Linked DNA regions of Mus musculus: all the other regions are linked to region 2. A link is a contact called in public promoter capture Hi-C data. All regions are on one chromosome and are shown on one strand. Each heading gives the region's core, a stretch centred on a gene start, on an enhancer-like site or on the middle of the called end of the contact. The rest is flanking DNA. Distances are from core to core; before and after follow the strand shown.

What was found. Promoter capture Hi-C pulls out the DNA fragments that hold promoters and counts their contacts.
Region 1: a contact with region 2 is called in a promoter capture Hi-C map of pre-B cells. The contact joins the promoter of Zfp787 here to the promoter of Zfp128 in region 2. A contact is called at or near these places in 3 of 39 promoter capture datasets (cranial neural crest, frontonasal cranial neural crest and pre-B cells).
Region 3: a contact with region 2 is called in a promoter capture Hi-C map of liver, with 3 times the contacts expected there. The contact joins the promoter of Leng9 here to the promoter of Zfp128 in region 2. A contact is called at or near these places in 4 of 39 promoter capture datasets (cranial neural crest, liver, maxillary cranial neural crest and 1 more).
Region 4: a promoter capture Hi-C map of pre-B cells shows a contact between it and region 2. The contact joins the promoter of Kmt5c here to the promoter of Zfp128 in region 2. A contact is called at or near these places in 3 of 39 promoter capture datasets (cranial neural crest, frontonasal cranial neural crest and pre-B cells).
Region 5: a contact with region 2 is called in a promoter capture Hi-C map of pre-B cells. The contact joins the promoter of Cnot3 here to the promoter of Zfp128 in region 2. A contact is called at or near these places in 4 of 39 promoter capture datasets (cranial neural crest, frontonasal cranial neural crest, maxillary cranial neural crest and 1 more).
Region 6: a contact with region 2 is called in a promoter capture Hi-C map of second pharyngeal arch cranial neural crest. The contact joins the promoter of U2af2 here to the promoter of Zfp128 in region 2. A contact is called at or near these places in 5 of 39 promoter capture datasets (cranial neural crest, frontonasal cranial neural crest, maxillary cranial neural crest and 2 more).
Region 7: a promoter capture Hi-C map of pre-B cells shows a contact between it and region 2. The contact joins the promoter of Brsk1 here to the promoter of Zfp128 in region 2. A contact is called at or near these places in 4 of 39 promoter capture datasets (cranial neural crest, maxillary cranial neural crest, pre-B cells and 1 more).

Annotation. Positions count from the first base shown.
Region 1 is chr7:6,154,520-6,157,258 of GRCm38.p6, forward strand. Zfp787 (zinc finger protein 787) reads right to left here and starts at 1,446. Exons shown (of 3, transcript NM_001013012.2): 1 at 1,326-1,446. It overlaps Gm36371 (a long non-coding RNA gene), which reads left to right and starts at 2,700. Exons shown (of 2, transcript XR_391130.2): 1 at 2,700-2,739.
Region 2 is chr7:12,879,752-12,882,451 of GRCm38.p6, forward strand. It overlaps Zfp128 (zinc finger protein 128), which reads left to right and starts at 1,427. Exons shown (of 4, transcript NM_153802.4): 1 at 1,427-1,609. The coding sequence starts at 1,544.
Region 3 is chr7:4,148,562-4,151,261 of GRCm38.p6, forward strand. It overlaps Leng9 (leukocyte receptor cluster (LRC) member 9), which reads right to left and starts at 1,311. Exons shown (of 1, transcript NM_175529.3): 1 at 1-1,311. The coding sequence starts at 1,114. Cdc42ep5 (CDC42 effector protein (Rho GTPase binding) 5) reads right to left here. Exons shown (of 3, transcript NM_021454.4): 3 at 2,699-2,700.
Region 4 is chr7:4,738,802-4,741,501 of GRCm38.p6, forward strand. Kmt5c (lysine methyltransferase 5C) reads left to right here and starts at 1,326. Exons shown (of 9, transcript NM_146177.2): 1 at 1,326-1,438. Gm24537 (a small nuclear RNA gene) reads left to right here and starts at 31; the gene lies at 31-132. Gm42369 (a long non-coding RNA gene) reads right to left here and starts at 1,279. Exons shown (of 2, transcript XR_881802.3): 1 at 491-1,279; 2 at 189-401.
Region 5 is chr7:3,643,882-3,646,624 of GRCm38.p6, forward strand. It overlaps Cnot3 (CCR4-NOT transcription complex, subunit 3), which reads left to right and starts at 1,388. Exons shown (of 18, transcript NM_146176.3): 1 at 1,388-1,703. It overlaps Gm15927 (a long non-coding RNA gene), which reads right to left and starts at 464. Exons shown (of 6, transcript XR_003946711.1): 1 at 372-464; 2 at 1-288.
Region 6 is chr7:5,060,706-5,063,405 of GRCm38.p6, forward strand. It overlaps U2af2 (U2 small nuclear ribonucleoprotein auxiliary factor (U2AF) 2), which reads left to right and starts at 1,438. Exons shown (of 12, transcript NM_133671.3): 1 at 1,438-1,631. The coding sequence starts at 1,583. It overlaps Ccdc106 (coiled-coil domain containing 106), which reads left to right. Exons shown (of 5, transcript NM_146178.2): 5 at 1-80.
Region 7 is chr7:4,689,602-4,692,301 of GRCm38.p6, forward strand. Brsk1 (BR serine/threonine kinase 1) reads left to right here and starts at 1,327. Exons shown (of 19, transcript NM_001003920.3): 1 at 1,327-1,614. The coding sequence starts at 1,479.

The sequences.
Region 1 (2,739 bases), core at 196-2,695, 6.7 Mb before region 2:
GAGCTTCAGAGCTCGTGGGCAATATTCCCAGTAGCTGCAAATCATTCTTGAATTTCACCATGGGCCAAGCCTGAGGATATACCCTTCTCTGCTCAGATGGAGAACACATGAGATAAACCAAGTCAGAATCTAATGTGAAAGTTCTCTGGGCCATGGCAGCACAGCACTCAGTGACTCCAGAGAAGCAGGAGGGGAAAGTTACCTGCACTTGACCCAAGAGGCTTAAAGCTTTCCCCAGAGCAGAGGCCAGATCTCAGCTAGATTCTCAACAACGCCAAACATGGAGCCTGAATCAGAAATTAAGGGGTTGGGGGAACCCATCAGGTCTGCGTTTTTAATAACGACCTGGGCAATAACGCCTAAGGTCGTCCTGGGTCAGGTCTCAGCTCCTGCTTTCCAACCCCAGTTCATGTTCATTTTCCTATCCTGGTGTTAAGACAGGTGTCAGTTCACTCCCCACTCACTTCTTCGTCTGTGGATCACTTTTCCGACTGACCTTTTGTAAGTGCTGGGGCACACATTCCCGGGGCTTGGGGGTCACCCTATGACCTAACTCTTGTACAGATTGGAGGTGGAGGCGGGAGGTCTGCTAAGGGGCGGGGCTCCGCGCTGGACCCAGCCCTGTGTCCGCCCAGGGGAGGAAGGCAACAGTCCAGGCGGCCCAGGACGACCCACACGGTGCTGACCTTGGCCTGGCGCTTCCCCTCCCAGGACGTGTTTCCTGCCGCCGGTCAGCACGCGCGGGGGAAATAGATGAATGAGCCTCCCGCCACCTGCATCCCGTAATTACTCGCTGGATCAAAGGCCAGCGCATGGCCCCCGAGGCAGCAACGGGCCAGGCGACTCGATTTGAGGAAGGAGAGGACTTGGGAGAACTTGGGCCGAGACTGACCATGGGCCGCCGTTTCCGGTCAGCCCAATCCAGGCGGCGGGGTCTCTCCCCACATCAAGCCTCGCCCCCGCAACAAGTCCCTGGCACTTCCGGCCATGACCGGCTGCAAGTCCAGTCCGGGTGGCCCGGACCCCACCGGTTGGATAACCCAGGTGCCTGCCGGCCCAGCACTGCCGCCGGAGTAGCGCACGCGCATTGTCCCAGGCCGCGGCGCCAATCTCTCCCGCGCGCGCGCGCGAACTCCCCGGCCGCGCGCCCGCTCACGCCCACCCCCCCCACACACACCCCTAACACGACACGCACGCGCACTAGTCCGCTCTGCCGCGCTCGCCCTCCCGCCTCCCCACCCACCCCCGTCCGAAGCCCAGCTTCCCGACGCGCTCTCATCCCAGCCACTCGGCGCACGCCCCCCTGAGCCCGCGGCCGCCCTCACCTCCGCGGCCCCGGGGCCGTCACGCCGCACTCTTCCTCTCGCCTGCCTCGCGGATGGTGGCAGCGGCGGCAGCGGCGACTCAGACCCTGGGGTCAGGGGGACGGGCGCCCAGGCCGGAAGTGACCTTCCCGGCCGCTTCCGCTCGCGCCTCTCCCTCTCCTCCCCCTCCCAGGCCGCCACCGCTACCTCGCCACTCTAGGCAGAGGAGCTCCAGGACCCCTGACCGCTACCCCCTCCGGCTCTATGGTACGGAAAGGCGCCTCGGGACGCTACTTCCGGAATTATCTAGGACCCAGGTCCTCCGTTTTGCTCTATGGCGCCTCGCTCCGAGGGGCTCGGGCCCCGCCCCCTCCCCGGACAGAAGGCTGGGCTCGACCCGTTAGGCGCACACTTCCGGGTGTCGGGGCGGCCCCCAACCCAGCCTCGTCGCTCGCGCCTGCGCGGTGAGCTGCCCGCGGCGACGCTCCCACTACTCCAGTCCTCCTGTCGTCTCTATCATCGTAACCCCTTCCGCCCCGGGGCGCTTCCAGGCCAACGCCGGTCTCAAGAAAAAATTCGGTTCACGAGATCTGGAGTTTTTCCCCAAAATGTTTCCGCTCGAGCCTCCGGTGCGGGTTGCATTTTGGGACGACCTCATCTTGAAATCGGCCTGTTTTGCAGAGAACCAGAGGTCACATTACCTTACTAAGTGACATAGCAAGAATGACCTCGAACCTTCAGAGTAGGGCTCCAAATTAAGTGTTTATGACTTATTACTCTCCTAGAAGAAAGGTCCATCACAGTTTGGAGGATGCTGATGATGAAGAAAAGGAATGAAAGGACCCTCTACAGATATCTGCTTCCAAGGCACAATTTGAAACTTGAAAGTCAATGTCAGCTTCTCTGAGACAAATGGTATCATCATCACGTAACTACCTTTACAAAAGCAGGCGTCAGGTGCTGCTGACACTTGGACTAAGTAAGGGATGGACTTTTTAAACAAACTCCTCCTGCACCAGAGAAAATCCTGGGCAGCCTAAAGAAGCAAAGCCCACAGGCAAAACGATACATGACACCTGAGGACAAGCTAAGAAAATGGAAAGCATAGCCATCTCCTTAGCAAGGTGCTCCAGAAGTCTTTGCTCAGCAGACTGTTAAGGATGTGTAGAGAGTTAGAAAATTCAAGAGGAGGCCTATGCTGAGCCCTGTAATGGAAAATGTCCAAACTGCCTGTAATTCATGTTCAAGCGCTGGACTTCCGTGGTTAGATTAAAGATAAACCAGCCAGGACCTTTCAACGGGTGATAAAGATCACAGGCTGCTTGTAACTGATCAAAAGGCTAAAGGCGAACCCACAGCAGGGGTATTAAAATGGCCCCAAAGGTAAAGAGTAAACGGAGGACAGTAAAAAAAAAAAAAAAAAAAAAAATTAACT
Region 2 (2,700 bases), core at 177-2,676:
TTTAGGGAGACCCTCCTATTTACCTTATGCTGATACATAAGGGCACACTTATGTTTAAAATCAGATGCATTATAAAAAGGACATGCACAGTAGAGAAAACGAATATATGACTTACTCTATCAATCAGAGTAGAGAACCACCCAAACTACATATCTAGTAATCAGCACCCCCTTCTCCTGAACCCTATAAAAGGAAGCCCTGAGCAATAATCTGGACACTGAGAATCTTCACTCCCATAACTCATTGTCAATCTTTAATAGCATACCTACATAATATGTAATTTCACTTTTACTCAAATAACATTATCTTACTTTTTTTCTGTAAGCTCTTAAATTCAATTCTTTGGAAAAGAGGCCAAGAACCTAGAAATGCCCAGCCCAGACCCAGAGCACCAGTTATGACACTACTGTCATTGTCAGACTGGTGAGGAAGATGCCAGGAGAGAACAAAGGAAACTACTAGGCTGAAAGGAGGGAGAGACAGAGAAGGGAGGATGAGAATAAAAGGACCTGCTGTTTGCTGGACTGCAGCTCTGTATTAGAGCACTTACCACTCTTGCATAAAGACCTAGGTTCAATATCCAGTACTGGGGAGTGGGGATAGTGGAGGAAGGGCAGAGCCTGCTGTTCTACACCTGATAGTCTCTGTCTCTTTAAGGGTATAGTGTATTTTTGGTCTTTTTCTATTACATCATCAACCTAGTGAAAACTAGCAAAAGCCCATTGTTTCCTTCCTTCTTTCCTTCCTTCTTTCCTTCCTTTCTCTCTTTTCCTCTTTCTCTCTTTCCTTCTTTCTTTCCCTTTTCAAGGCAGGGTTTTGTAGCCCTGGCTGTCCTGGAACTCACTCTGTACACCAGACTGGGCAGGAATCAGAAATCTGCCTGCCGGGCAGCCGGGTGTGGTGGTGCACGCCTTTAATCCCAGCACTCAGGAGGCAGAGGCAGGCAGATTTCTGAGTTCGAGGCCAGTCTGGTCTACAAAGTGAGTTCCAGGACAGCCAGGGCTATACAGAGAAGAAACCCTGTCTCGAAAAACCAAAAAACCAAAAAACAAAACAAAACAAAAAAACCAACAAAACAAAAAATTCCAGCAGCAGGTCAGATTGACCAATTCTAACACCAAGACCTTGCCGCTGCGCGCCCAACTCACGGTGCAGATGCATATATGCCCTGAACTCAGCCGTCAGGGCGGGAGGATTATTTTCCAGGCAACTCGAAGCCCAAGTGATGCCCGCACCCGCAGGTAACGGAATGTAAGCTGACCTCTGCTGGTACCCAGACCTGATCCTTAAACAAGACCTGTGAGTGGTTGCACTCCCTTAGACCAGAGGCCAGGCCTTCCCCGATTGGTCAACGTTGGGCTGGCGCTAGCTTCCATTGGTTAAGTGCTGCGTCTCGGCGCGTGGCCTTCTGGGAATTGTAGTCTCAGTGTCCCTGGCGCTGCCGCCATTGTCCAGCGGGAGGCCAGTCGGGTGGTCCCCAGGACGGGGCTGAGTTTAAAATTAGGGTGTCCTTGGACGTCTGTGGCTAACCTGTTGGCCTGGAATGGACCACCAGGACAAAGCAGCAACAGTGGCAATGGCCTCGCGGCCGCAAGCAACACAACTTCAGGTAACAAAAAGGACAGATTGGACTCCGAGTCCTGCTGTCCCCGACAGAGTGACCTGTAACCCGCGGCGCTTTTTCCACAAGAGAAACAAGCGCTGTGGCTCAGCCTCCGAGCCTGGGTCCAAATCTAGTTCCCTCTGTGTGCATGCTTCAGCCTCCTGTCTGCGTGCCATGGGGTGGAGGGGAGGAGGGTGGTCATTTCCCTGAGGACTGACAGGCTCTGCTCAGGGGTTCGATCCCACTCTGGCCAACGCCCTCCCATTTATCCCGAAAGACGGTTCTCGGAGATGACAGGTGACTGGCTAGCATTACAGAGCAACCACATTGCGGGTACGGTCCTCAAAACATGTCCTAAGGCGCAGAATCAACCGACTTTTAAGGGAACCTCCGCACCATGACCCCTATTTTGCAAGTAAGGCATAACTTCACGGGGCAGAGGTACCAAGTTAGGAAAACAGAAGTAACTAGTAAGGGTCACGCCCTTCTGGGCCTTGGGAAAACTGGTAGGTGTGGCTATCAGTGTTTGTCTAGCTCCTGATCATCAAAGTCTGCACTTGTAGACAAATTGCTTATTCTGTTCACCGTAGTTCACCTAGCAGAAGCCAAGACCATTTCATACATAAGTTCTGCAACTTTGAAATTATGCTCTGGAGGTCAGGAGGTGGGTATTTGGTTTGCTTGGGGGAAATTTGCGTTAATTACATTTGGTGTGAAAAGTAAGCTTATGATAGTCTTAGATTGCAAATGATCAGATTCATGTCATCTCAGTTTTTCATGAAATGTGACCAGAGTGTAGAACTGAGAACTGAGGCCTATCAACAGCTATATGAATGAGCCATAGTGAAGGTGGATTCGCCAGCCCCAGTCAAGTCTCAGGTAACCGTCATGAGGCTGACAGTTTGTCAAGGAGTAAGCGATGAGACGGGCGGGAAAAGAGGTGTGTTTAATCAATCTGTTGTCGTGTTTCAGGTAGTACACACAAAACGTAGTGAGACCTGAAATAAACACTACTTCATGGTTTCTGATGGGGTAGGAAATCAAGAGTGACTTAGTTTATGGATCTACCCTAGGCTCTTAAAGTTATATTCAAAATG
Region 3 (2,700 bases), core at 61-2,560, 8.7 Mb before region 2:
TGGCTCTCCGAAGAGCTCTAGCTGCTGCAGCCTCCTCCCCAGGGCCTGTCAGCCTTAGCAAGACCACTGTCAAGTGCAGGGCCTGTGCTGGTACCAGGAACTCAGCACAAGAAGGGGCAATCCGGACCAGATGCTCTTGGGCCTTGACCACCTCAGCCCTAAGCCCAGACTCTGTCACCATCAGTGCCACAAAATGTGTGGGCCGGGGCTGGCGAGGGGCCCTTCTGTCGTCAGGCCAAACACCTGGATCCCACACATTTCCCATCTCTTCAGCAGAAAGCCCTTTCGTTTCCATGCCCTGCGCCTGCCACTGTGGAAGCAATGTAGCTCTGGGCTCCTCTACTGAGCTGATCTTCACTCCTGAGAAGTTCATGCTTGGGTCTGGCATTTCTAACTCAGTGGTCCCATTCAGCCCGGTCTCTTTGGTTGGCCCATCCACTTCAGGTGTCTCCAGGCTGGAATCAAGCCCAGTTCTGGTCTCTTTGATTGCCCCACCCTCTTCGTGTGTCTCCAGGCCCGAATCAAGACCTGTTCCGGTCGGGTTTCCACCCGCCTCTGCAAGGGCATCCTGGGTATCCAGACCCTCTAAACCCACCCCTGTTTTCTCTGTGTCGGGAATTTCTGCCGTGACCTCTGTCCAATGCTCGTCCCCGCCGTCCAGCGCATCAAGGATAGTGGGTCCCCGACCAGCCACAGAGCCCGATCCAAAAATGAGGTCAGTACGGGAGGCACGGTCCCATACCAGGCGGCCGCGGAAGCGGAAGTAGCGTATGCGGTGCTGCGGCACTGCCAACACGCCAGGTCCGAGCGCTGCCAGCGGCTCGTCCCAGCAGAAGGCGCAGAATGGCTCTTCCTGCACTCCCAGGAAGCGGTCGGTGTAGCCCACCGAAAAGTCAGCAGGGTCCAGGCGCGGGTCCCAGCGGATGCGTCGGATGACGTCAGCAGCAGTACGCAGAGCCGGCTTCTTGGACCCAGCCTCCGGTTGCGTAACCACCGGGGACGGCGCCGGGGCCCCGGGATGTGGCTGACGGCAGCGCGCACCGAAGCGACAGCGGCCCTCTAGGAAGAAGCGGCAGACCGCGGGGGCCTCAGAGGAATCGGCCGAGGCCTCCATGGGCCTTCACGCACTAAGCGGTCTCTGTCTGCAGCGTTGATCTCCAACTGTGACGCCAGGAACCCCTCCCGCCTCAGGTGGAAGGAGGCCAAAGGACCAGGCAGGGCGTCAGAATGTAACACGGGCTCTGGAGCTCTAATTTCAAGTCCAGTTTATTTACGCGTACCGGGTTTGTAAGCCACTGGGAACCCCCTCTTGCCCCGCCTGAAATGATTTACATATGTCCAGCCCCTCAGGGAGTCTTAAAGAGCCTGGCCCCGCCCAACCAGCCAATTTATGTGTGCGTCAAGCTTCTCTCTGGACATCCAGGGAGTCACGTCTTATTCCATACAACTTCTCCCTTTGGGGACTTTAGCGAGACAGTTTAGCAAATACTTGACAAGTGCCCCACCGCTGTCAGGGCCCCAAGAAAGGCTTCTCCGCATCCGATTTACATATACTCCGCAGCCTGGGTGGGGGTAGGGCTTAGACAACCCCTCCGGCCGCCTCCAGATACTTTGCATCTGCTCAGCCTCTCGAGACCTCTAGGGAGCCTGGCAGGGCAGCAACTGATTTACCTGAACACCGCAGCTTCGTTGGGAGGAGAGGAGTGGGACTCAGCGGTCTTGGCCCCGCCCCCAACCGTCTTTAAAGTTTGTAGCCAGCTCCCATGCAATTGATTATCTTACATGCCACACCTCATAACGAATAAAGTGACTCCTGGTTCTGCCTCTGTCAAGTTATTTATAAATGTCTTTCCTGGGAGCCTCACCCCTTTACCTTGGCCTCACTCCACCTGATTGTTTTACACATGCTCCGCCCCTCATTGGTCTTATCCTGGACTCAACCATGGTGAAATGGTTTCTCCTGTGCCTCCTTGTAGAGGTCGGGTTTTACTCCTGTCACCAGCCTAACGTTTGAAATATACGACCCACCCTTTTGGAAACTATAAAAACCCTTACTCTACCTCTGGTTCGGTTAATTTAAATTGGTCTTATCCCTCTAGGGACCTAAGATAGCCCCGTCCCAAAACAAACCCAGAGACTAATTCTAATTGTTCCTCCCCTCTGAAAACCTTTGAGAATTTTGCTTCACCCCCCTCCCGATATAGGTTCGGGCAGTCCTGCACCTCTAGATGTTAAAATATCTGGACGTCTCAGGCTGAACTTTGTGCCCAGATTTGTAACGCAACAGCCTCCCGCAGGGCGACACACAGTTGGTGGGACCTGAAGCCCTTCCCACGGGAACCACACCCTCGTGGCTCCAAAGGCTCGCCAACCGCTTCCCTTTGCAGGGAAGCGCCGCCCAGTCAGAGTGCACCTGGAGGGAAGTGGATGGCCAGGCGACTGTGACTCTTTATGCCAGATAGCAGCTGTCACGGGTGTTGGACTTTATCCAGGTGGTAGTGAGGATCGGTCAAGGTTTGAGGGATGAATAGGACTGTGGTAGAGACTCCGCCTTTGGGGAGGGGCATTACATGAATACGTATTCAAACTCTTAAAGGAGCATCACTGACAACTTGACTTCTAGTTGGTGGCACCCCAACTAGAAGTGGCACCACCCTACTGCTTCTGTACCCTTTCCCGCGTAAAGTGAATAGACAGTCC
Region 4 (2,700 bases), core at 76-2,575, 8.1 Mb before region 2:
GTGCAAAACTTCAGCCTCCTTAAAAACAAAATGTTGCAGCAGCACATATACTAAAATTGCAGCGATACAGTGAAGATTTGCATGGCTCCTGTGCAAGGATGACGAGCAAATTCATGCCTGATCTACATGGTGAGTTCTAGGACAGTCAAAGCTCATGTCTCAAAAGAGAAGCTACTATGATTTAATCAATTGTGTGTGTGTGTGTGTGTGTGTGTGTGTGTGTGTGCGTGCGCGCGCGCGCGCGCGCGCCTTGGCATGAATGTGGAGGTCAAGGACAACCTTCAGGAGTCGGTGCTTTCTTTCCATTATGCGGATCCTGGCTATGAGACTTGTGGGCAGGTGCTTTTACACACTGGGCCATTTCAATGTCCCATCTCACTTCAATCGGTTGTTCCTTCAGTCTGTAGTAACAAAACATTCTGTGCTGTAGGCATTATCCTAACCCACCAAATAGATAACTCAGGAAAGACAAAAACAAAAGTAAGCTTACTTGTTTGGACGTAATTATGATATCCTGCTAATTATACTTGCAGGATTGAAGAGGTGGGTAATCTTAATTAAGGGGTTTCCCCAGGGGAGTGCCCCATGAATCAGAGCTTGTCTTCTAAGTCCCAACTTCTCAGCGTCGTCTCTTTCTGAACTGTTCACAGGCAGGACAAGAAAACTTCACAGAGTTCTTGTAGGTACAATTTTCCAAAGATAAGGAATACTGGGAAAGAGAAAAGATCTTCTTGCTAAGCAGGGTTGGCACTGAAGTTTTGTTGCCATGGCAACCAATGGTCTCCTGGGGCCGGGAGCGCGATGGCGCGTGTGTGCATTCACCTCTTTCCTTCCTGGTTCGCTCAGGGATTTTGCCCCACTTCAAGCTGAAAGAAAGAGAATAGAGCTCCGGATTTAGGGTGATGGGCGGAGGCCTTAACGAATGGAAGCGTGGTCCTGTCCAAGGCCAACCAATAATATACGAAGTTTGTCTCTGACAGAGCCCTCCCTCTTTTCACTTGGACCTGAATAACCTGACCCAAACAGAGTTTCTGTTGGAGCGACGGCTCTTTAAGCCAATGAAAGCACTGATTTGGGACAGTGCAGAAGAAGAGGCGGGACAGATTTTTATGGCAACGCCTGAATGACAGCGACCCGAGCCATTGGCTGTAGTTCGCTGGATTTATTGACAGAGTGGGCGTGGAGGGGTTTTGTCAGGGCACCGACTGGGGCCAGAAGAGGCGGGAAAAAGAGAGCAATGAGAGTCAGCCAATAAGAACAGCGCGAGTTTCATAGCAACGGAAGAGTGACGGCGGGTTGGGCCAAAGGAAGGTTAAGCTGTTTGTTACGCCGGCCGAGGGGAGGCGCGGCGGCTGTGTCGGACGAGAGCCGGAGGAGGCGGTGGGTGGAGGTGGCGGCTGCAACGCGGGTTCCTGAGGAGAAGGAGGAGGAGAAGCGGGTGAGGGGCGGCGCGGGGCCCGACCTCTGAGCCCCCTCTTGGCCCCCGCCCCGCGCCGCCCGGCCTCCCAGTCACCCCCTGAACCGGCTGTCCCCGGGCCCTTCCTCGAACCTTGCGGTCCAAGTCTCCAGCCCCGCGGATCTACGCGCTCCTCACTCGTACCCTTCCCTGCACCCTTGGAGCCCATGCAGACTCCTCTCTCACTCTCAGGACTTTCCTTGCACCTTAGGAGTCGCTCCTTGCCCCACCAGGGCCCATCCCCACCACCTTTTCCTGCATCGTAACCTACCTACCCTGTCACACTCAGGGCACTTCCTGACTCCTGTCTCACTATCCTGGTCTCTGAGGCCCTTCCTCTGACTCTCTGTTTCCCCAGCCCCCTTCTGCAACCTTCCCAGGCTTTAGTTAGCTACTTAGCGCCCTCAATTCCCTCCTCGAACCCGTAGGATCTTTCAGGTTTCCATCACTTCAAATCCCCCAGGATTCCCTCAAACCCTGCTTGGAACCGCTAAGCCCTTCCCTTGGACCCCAGGCATATCTACCCTTTGGATTTCGTGGGCTCCTCCCTTGCAACCTCAGGTGCCTTCTTCCCCCCACCCCCGCCAATCCTGACTTCCCTCCATCTTTCTCTCCCCTTTCTCTCCCTTCACATCATACTCCCTACACCTCACTTTGTCTTTTCCCAGCTTCCAGGCTTTTTTTCTAAGCACCCTCTTCATTTAACCCAGACCGTTTTTTTTCCAGATCTTTCTCCCAGAGTGGCGGAGTGTGTCTTGCCACACTCTGCCTTCTTGCTCTCTCCCAAAGCGCAGAATTGTCAGACACACCACAGTGAGGGTACTGGGTAACCTGGCCCTCCATTTTATTTGATTTGGTTTTCTGAATCTATTTTTTTCCCCTCTTTGCCTCCGACCCTTTGTTTTGACTTGTTCCTCCTCTCCTTTCTGTTCCTCCCTTCTTCCTGTTTTTTGTCCTCTGGCGGGCTTCCCTTTTGCTGGAGTCCTCGGAGAGGCATTAGGGACTGGATCCTTCTTCCCCTAATGGCTGCCTGGGCTCCACCCACAACCTTTTGACCACTCCCCAGAGGAGGGTGACCTTGGAGGGAGGTGCTGAGGACGGGAGAATCAGCCTAGCAGGGGGTCAGCAAAGGCAGGCCAGAAGCTCCTATGGAGTTCCTTTTCCCCTTTCCCTTGATGAGAGCCCAGCTATCCCAACTCCCTCCTGCCATGCTAAGCCTTTGGAGTTATCTCAGGCAGTTAATT
Region 5 (2,743 bases), core at 138-2,637, 9.2 Mb before region 2:
AAGCATGCAAGCCACCCTGTGGGAACTGGTCCTCTGCAGGAAAATGTTCTTAACTGCTGAGCCATCTTTCCAGCCGAAGAATATGCCTTTTTATAAGCCATTTTTTCTCTCTTGCTTCATGCCATTCTGATGCGGTGAAATGCACGTGCACGTTCTCTTCAAGTGTGGATTTATCTTCTTTTCCTCCACATAGTAGGCAGAGATAGATCGAGTTTCCCCAATTCATGAAAACGTGGTGCTCACGTTTGCAACCTAGTCAGCAAAGGGCTATGGAGTGCTTCATGGGTACTAAACAACGAGAAATCCAGAGAGTGAGACTCAAGTATGTGTAAAAACGGCAGGAATCAAACAAAATTAAACCAGAGGCTCACCTAAGCACTCGGCAAGGGTGGTCGGAGAAGTTTACTCCTTAAGAAGCATAGCAGAACTCTAGTGAGTAGTCATTACAGATGTAACCGAGGTAGGGCAAAGCGCAGTTTCCTCTACAGCTGGAGTCCTTGCAACTCCAGGGAAGGTCCCAGTCTGCTAACTTAACCAGAGAAACGTCAGTCCCACGCCTTGTGTTTCTCAGTCGCTTCTGCAATGTTCCTGATTCCTTCTTTCTTTCTTTCATCCTTTAGAAAGCACTGAGTTTTAGAGATATACCAAGCAAACGCGCTTGGGGAATAACTACGAGGATCAGATAACAGCCTAGACAGGCAAAGGAAGGATGCTCCGACAACCACACCTGTCGGCAGGTTAATAGCTACCCTATTGGCTAACCGAGGGAAGGGGCGGGGTGTTTGTCTAGCTCCTCCCCTTAGGGCTGGCGGCTCTTTTGATTGGTAGATGACTTGGGTTTACTATCCCCAACCCTCTGGCACCTCTCCGTCTCCCACTAGATAAGCTTCCTTTAACACTCACACGCTATGCTTTTTGTCGTTTTCCTCTACCCACATTCATAGCTAACCAATGAGTTCAGGGTAGAATACACCTCGCAACCAATTACAGCTGCCTTTAAACTTGACGAGTAACTTCCCGCCCCTCACCCTGACTCCTCCCCGCTGCCAATTGATTTAGGGTAAGGGGGCGGACACATCCAATCAGCACGACACAGGCTTCCTGATTGACACCCAGGTCCTCGCGCTGGCGTGTTGTGCTCCGAGGAGGGGAGGAGGAGGAGGAGCTGGGAAGAAATACCCGAGCCAATCCAAGCAAGCTGAGCGGGAGGCCAATCGAACGCCGCGCCTTGCCGAGATCAGCCAATCATAATGAAGAGGTTGGCCTCATTCTCGCTAGGAACCAATGGGGCGCGCCTAACGGCGCAGAGCGACGTACTGCGGGAGCAATGACGGACCTATATTCGGGGCTCGGGGGCGGGCCGGCGCCAGAGAGGAGAAGAGAGGAGGGGAGGCCTCCGCCGCCGCCATCTTGGACCGGGCCCGTTCAGCTTCCGTGGAGCCGTCGGCAGCCGCTGCCGGGCCTTTCCTTGATCCCTGAATCCCCTACTCGGTCGTCTAGAACAATCCCGGGCCCACTTCCTCTATCAACAACCCAACCCTACTTCCGGCTTTCGCGCCCTCTTATCGCGATAGCGCCCGGGCTCGGGGCGCGAGGAAAGAGGAAAAAAAAAAAAAAAAAAGGCGGCGGGCGGGCGCTCGCCTCTCTCTCCCCCCTCCTCGCCTGTCGCGATACGCTCCGCAGCGGCGGCGCCAGCTCCTGCGGTGAGCGTCAGGTTCGACTGGGCCGGACCCCTTTCCCTCTTCCCTCAGCTCCATCGGCCGACTTCTTGCTCCGCGACCCTGCTGCCTGTCGCGACACGGCCTCAGCTCCCGCCGGGCCCAAGCCGCGCGCTCGGGCCCAGCTTCGGCTCGGGCGGGCGGGGACCCTCTCCTCTCTCTGTCCTCCCGCGTCCGGACTCCCGCGTGGCAGAGCGCCGGCCCCGGGTGCGAGGTGCCCGTCCTCCTCCGCGTCTGGCTGGGCTTGGAGCGGTGGGCGCGCTGCGGGCCGCGGAGGGGTCTTTCTGCTCTGGGCGCGGGGCCCACTCCTGCAGTCATGCCTTCCCCGGGAGCTCCATTCGGGAGCGTTGCCTCAGTGCACCCGAAAGCTCCAGCTTGTTGGTGTCTTGATAGGGGGAAGCCTCTTTGGAAGAGATGGATCTTGTGGAGGAAAAAGTCCCCAAGACCCGAGGGTGCAGTTAACGTTGTGAGTTGGAGCCTAAGCCAAAGTTTCCACCTAGTCCTTACAGCTCTAGCAGTGAAGTCTCCTAGAGGTCCCTTTCCACCAATCTTCTTTTTAAGGAAGCATGGGGTTTGTGAGTGTGTGTGTGTGTGTGTGTGTGTGTGTGTGTGTGTTTTGTTTTAACACTCCCTCCCCAAACCTTGGATTCAGGACTGTACCGTATTGCTCACTTCCTGGCTTCACATCTTTTGCATCTTTGAGGTGGGGTATCAGTGGACTCTAGCTTTGGGGATGCAGGCTCCACTACGATGCACGGTCTGCCTCGGTGGGTGAAGCTTCCTAAGTGGTTAGGTATTGCTGTGTGTGGTGAGGACCGCTTAGCTTTTCTTTCTAGATCTGGGTCGGTGGAATGCGAGCTCCCATGCTTTCAGTTGTTGGTGCTCTTCTGTTGGGACAGTTGAAGCACTTCTAAACAGCTGTATCTCGGTTCCGGGACTGTCATCCCTCTTAGGATTAGCTTTCTGTTCTTTTGGCTAGGGGCTTCCTCACCGTCTCCCTTCCCCGGTCATCACCTGGACTGCCA
Region 6 (2,700 bases), core at 188-2,687, 7.8 Mb before region 2:
GTAGCCCATCTGCATCCCATGCAAAGACAGAGTATTATTCTGAGAGTTTAAATTAAAGAGACATGAAAATTTTCAATAAACTGGGCCCCAGGTCTTACTAGGAAGGGAATATGCTGGGAAGGGGTGGCCGTCGCCACGGAGACTGGGACAGGAGCGCTCAGCCAGAAGCCTCTAGAGAGGTTGGGGAGGGTAGGGTGTAATTAGCCCCAGGAGGCAGAGGTGGGAAGCGGAGCAGTAGGAGAAACTGAGGTAAGACGACTTTAAGAAGGCAGCGCCTGGGGCATTGATTCAATGAACGTTTAGCTGAGCCAGCCCGGAGGAGGTACCGGGGCGCTGGGTAGACTCTTTTCCGCCTGCCCGCCAGGGGTCAGGAGATCTCTCGGAGGTGTCACATTCGGCGCTTGCGCAGCAGGAGCAGGGGCGGACAATTTAACGCGATTGCCTTGGCAACCGGGAGAGAGCAGTCAGGTTTAACCGTCTTGAAGTTAGTGCCTTGGGGGCTGAGGTTGGCGGTGGGGGAAGGGGTGTGTGGGAGGAGATCGGGCGCACGCGCAATGTGGATTTAGAATGGCGGATCCTCCGGAGCGCTGAGAAAAACGTGCCCTAGACCGCTACGCAGGCGCAGAAACCCCTCTCCAATCACCGTGCGCAGGCGTCCCAAGCTGAGCTAACAACCTCCGCAGCGGCCTCGAACACCCTTTGTCGCACTGGCTGCTACTGTCCCACACACTTTCTCTGGCCTTCCGCGAGGTCAGTTTTTTCAGTTTTCTCCTAGAGAGCTAGGGACCGAAAGCTGAGACCCCGCCCCCTCCCCCGTAGCTATCTGGCCCACCTCCCATCAGTCCTCCCTCCCTTTTCGGGTCTTTAAGCCGAAAGGAGCCGAAGCAAGAGCGGAAAGAGCCGAACTTCCCTCCTGGGCGTGAGACCTTCCCGAAGCAGTGGCGGAAGGGACCGATATTCTCCGGAAGGGGCGGAGTGACCCTGTGGCGCCTCCGGAAAGAGCCGAAGACTAGAATCGGGCTTAATCTCTAGAGGGGCGGTGAGCGAGCGCTGGAAACCTTCGGAAAGAGCCGAAGGCCCGGACGGTTAGGATTGTTGGAAGTGACTGACCGCTTGGACAGGGTCGGCGAGGGGTGGGACGGATTTCCAGAGGAGGCCAGAGACAGACGGTTTGAGTTGTAGGAAAATCCGTGTCTTTAGAGGGGGCTGGTGTCGGGGAACGCGAAGACTCGCGGAATCCTCCGAACGTTGAAACGCTAGTTTCCGAAAAGTTACCGAAACTCGGGCAGCCGGCATAATCCTCGCTTCGGGTGATTTTGACGGCGACCGCCGCCTTCCGACTGCTCCGTCCGAGAACAGCCGACAGGCTTCGGAGCCGAGCTCGGGGAAGTTCCGGGGGGGGGCGGGTCGGGCGGGACGAGGGGGTGGAGCCTGGGAGGGGCGGGGCTTGGGGCTTGATTAGGTAGGCGACGGAGTGCCGGCGGGGGCCGGAAGTAGCCGAAGCCAGCGGCGGAAGTAGCCGGAGCGGGCGGGCGGCAAGGCGAGGCGAGAGCTGCACAGGGCCCTACGCGGCCGCCTAAGCATGTCGGACTTCGACGAGTTCGAGCGGCAGCTCAACGAGAATAAACAAGGTGAGGGCGCCGGGGTTGTGGGGTGGCTTCTTGCTTCGCCCTGTGCCCCCCCGCCATTTCCCTCTCTTGTTCGCTTCCCTAGGGCCGCACGCTACCCCCCCACCCCCCCGTCCGTGCCGCGCGCGCCGAGCTCACGTGACCTCCTCTCGGCGCTGAGGGAAGGGGTGGCGGGCGAGGCTCAGGGCGCGTGCGCGCCGCAATAGCCCGCGCCCACGTGGTCTCGGCGGAGGCGGCGCGTTTTGTTAAGTAGATGCCTTGAGAGCGCGCGGGATTCCGTAATGTGAAGCTTTTCTGTTGTCGTTTTAAATTTTTGTCTTTTACTTGAGAAAGATGAATTTTGGTCTCTAAATTCTGTCATTTTCTTTTGCTGCCTTGGCACTTCCGCTTCCGGTCGTGCGTACTTTTCTTTTCTCCACGCCCCCTTTGTTTCCAAAATGGCGGTGGTGAATCAGCCCCCCCCCCTCCTTTCCTTTTCCTTCACGTGGACTGGCAGTGCAATCTCCCGCTGCTTGTAGGTTTCGAGCCTGTTCATATTTTTTTGATTTCTCCAGAACTCTCCTACCTCGATGTTTCTGTCTCCGTCTCCGTCTCCGGCTTTGCGGTGTCTTAGATAAAAATGTGTCCTACACTTGTTTGCCCGCCAAAGAGGGAAGTCTGCGTTCTTTGTGCTCCTGTTGAGCATAAATCATGTATGCCTTGGGGCTTTTTTTGGCGGCAGACAATATCTGTTTTCCATATCCCTAACAATCCCTAAACTTATCGGTTTTAGGCAAAGCCCAGGTCCTGTATCATTCCAAACTCGGGTACCTAAAGCCAGTTACACTATAGGGATTGTAAAATATTCAACAGAATGGGGAAGAGGGAGCTGGCCCATTAACAGGTTAGTGGAGGCAGGTGCTCCCAAGGTAAGATCTTGTACTATGAATTTGGATCAGAAAGGCAAGCAGGCTATGTTGGTGCTGGCGGATTTAGGGATACCGAGGAAAACGTTGATTTACAAGACATTCTCTACAACCTCTTCTTTTTTGAGACCGAAGAGTTTAAATTTCTTGAGGGTTGAGACTTAAGC
Region 7 (2,700 bases), core at 77-2,576, 8.2 Mb before region 2:
GTCTGTGCATATGTGTACCACGTGTACTTTGATCCCCGGAAACCAGATGGAGTTACATACAGCCATGAACTACTGTATAGATGCTGAGAATGCAAATCCCCAGTCCCTGGGAAGCAGCCTACTCTTCCTAACTGCTGAATCATCTCTCCAGGACTGTAATTTCACACTTGAGAGACAGAAGCAGGAGGATCAGAAGTTCAAGGTCATCTTCAGCCACATAGTTTGAGGTCAGCTGGACTTTGTCTTAAAAAAAAAAAAAAACAAGAGCAGAACGTGGAGCCCTGATAACGGTGGGAACATAGAATTAGCCCAAGGAGTACACAGTGTTGACCTTAGAGGACATAGAGAAATAGATCACACTTAGGTCTCCAACTCCCCAAAGTCCTTCCCTTTTCTATCTTTGTCTCTTTTATCCTCTGCCACCACCACCACCCACACACACACTCCACAGTCTGTTCCCATCTAAGCCCAGCATCATTCCCTCCTGTGAATATATGGACCCTTGACAGTCCTTATTTCTCTTTGTCCCCCTCGCTCTACATCTTCCTTTGCATTTCTATCTCCTCATCCCTGTCTGTTGTTTGTCTCCTATCCCTGTCTGCCCCTTTCAGCTCTTTTTTGAGGGGGTGGGTTGAGGGGGCGTTCTCACGTAGTCTAGGCTGTCCTCAAACACACTTTATAGCTATAATGGCCTTGAACTCTTAATTCTCCCCGCTCCGTTATTACCTCCTTCACTCCTCCACCCTGTCTCTGATATTCTGCATCTTCCCATCTACTAATGTATGTCAGACTTCTCTTTGTGTCTTCATCTCTGCTTGTCTAATACTGGTTCTGTATCTCTCTCCATCCTTCCCTCCATCCTTTCAGGCATCCCTCTCTCCTGCAGCATCCTTCTCCTCCAGCATCCCTCCACCCATCCATACATCCCAGCATCTTCCCACCTCCTCCCCGTCCGTCCAGCTTCCAGGCCCGCCCCCTGCCACTCCCCCTCCCCCTCCGAAAGGGTTAACTGTGGGGAAGGGCCGGGAGTCCCCGGATGGTGATGTCAGCGTGCCGGAGAGAAAGGACGAGGTGGCGGGGGGAGGCGGAGAGGAGGAGGAGGCGGAGGAGAGAGGGCGCGTGGGGGGGCGGGGGGGATCTCGGCCTGCAGCATCCGCCGGCCCCACACTTCAGACCCCCCCTGCAGGGGGAGGCACAGGAAGGGGGGGGCCGGCCAGGGACGGGCTGGGGAGGGGGGGCCGCGCAGCCCCCCCCGCCATGCTGATTCCAGGGGCCTGACCCCCCCGGCAGCCCCCCCTCCCCCAGCTCTGCGGCCCACCGACTGGGGGGGCCAGCCCAGCCCCCTGGGGACCCCCGGAGAAGTGGGGAGCAACCGGGGGGGCCGGGACGGAGGTGTCGCCGGCCCCCACCGGAGGAACGGGGCGACGGGCCGCAGGGGGGGCGGCCGGGGGACCGGTCGGGCCGGGACCAAGGGCACCATGTCGTCCGGGTCCAAGGAAGGTGGCGGGGGCTCCCCCGCCTACCACCTCCCACACCCACACCCACACCCACCCCAGCACGCCCAATATGTGGGCCCCTATCGCCTGGAGAAGACGCTGGGCAAAGGACAGACAGGTGAGAACCTAAGCGGACACCTGGGGCGGGGGCGGGGTGCTGGAAGGGGCAGAGGGCGGGACCATGGATATTTAAAGGGCAGACCCCTGGGTCCCTCGTAGAAAAGGGGCTTGGGTCCTGAGTTCCAAGTGCCCACGGTGTACGGAGTAGAGTCTGACGTTGGGGCCTTGAGATGGCAGGGGTCTGAGACTTGTGGGTTCCAGGGAGAAGTAGGGGTCTGGACTACTGTGGCTCAAATAACCCTATTGGGGCAGATATTGGAGGGGCTTCAGGAAGCTGTGGGGAAGTAGGCCCATTACGGGTGTGGGACCTGGGCTGATTCTGCAAGCTGAGGCAGGCGGGTGCTGCAGTACAGCCGCAGGCAGGGTGGAGGTGCAGGCTGGGTGGAGGTGCATCCATCCCGAGAGAGGCTGCTATCCTGTCCCTCTTATGCTCAAAAGCGGTCACTTGCGCTCCGTGCAGCAAGCTGGAGCCCTAGGGTGTGAGGTCGACTACATTCTCTCCATTCTGCAGTGTGGAAATAGAATGGAGAGGTGGACTGTAGAAAGCTAAGCTCCCAGCCAGAAGTGGCCCTGGAAAGCAGAGTTATCTTTGATTGATGCTAAAGGCTGAGTGTGGCCACAACCATCTTCTTCTAGGCAGGGGATCGAGGTGAACTGAGGGATGACCTCCAGTGTTCTGGGCTGTGGGTTCTGGGTCCCTATGAAGTTGAGTTCCAGGCCTGAGATAGGAAAGGGAGGTCAGACCTTTATATCCTGGTAGTAAGAGTGTGACGTGCTGTTGACCTCAATTCTTGAACTTTGGAAGGAGAAGGGGCCATGTACCTGCACTGCTGGGCCTGAGGGACGAGGGCTGGGGCCAAGACTACTGGGTCTAAGGACGGAGGGGTAAGATCTGGGTTCCTGGGACTGAGAAGAGGCACCTTCCATAGCTGAGCTCTGGATCTGAGGAGTGGTCAGGGAATACGCATGCTTTCTGACCATGACAGCTTTTTTTTTTTTTTTTTTTTTTTTGGTTTTTCGAGACAGGGTTTCTCTGTGTAGCCTTGGCTGTCTTGGAACTCACTTTGTATGGGGAGGCTTGGGA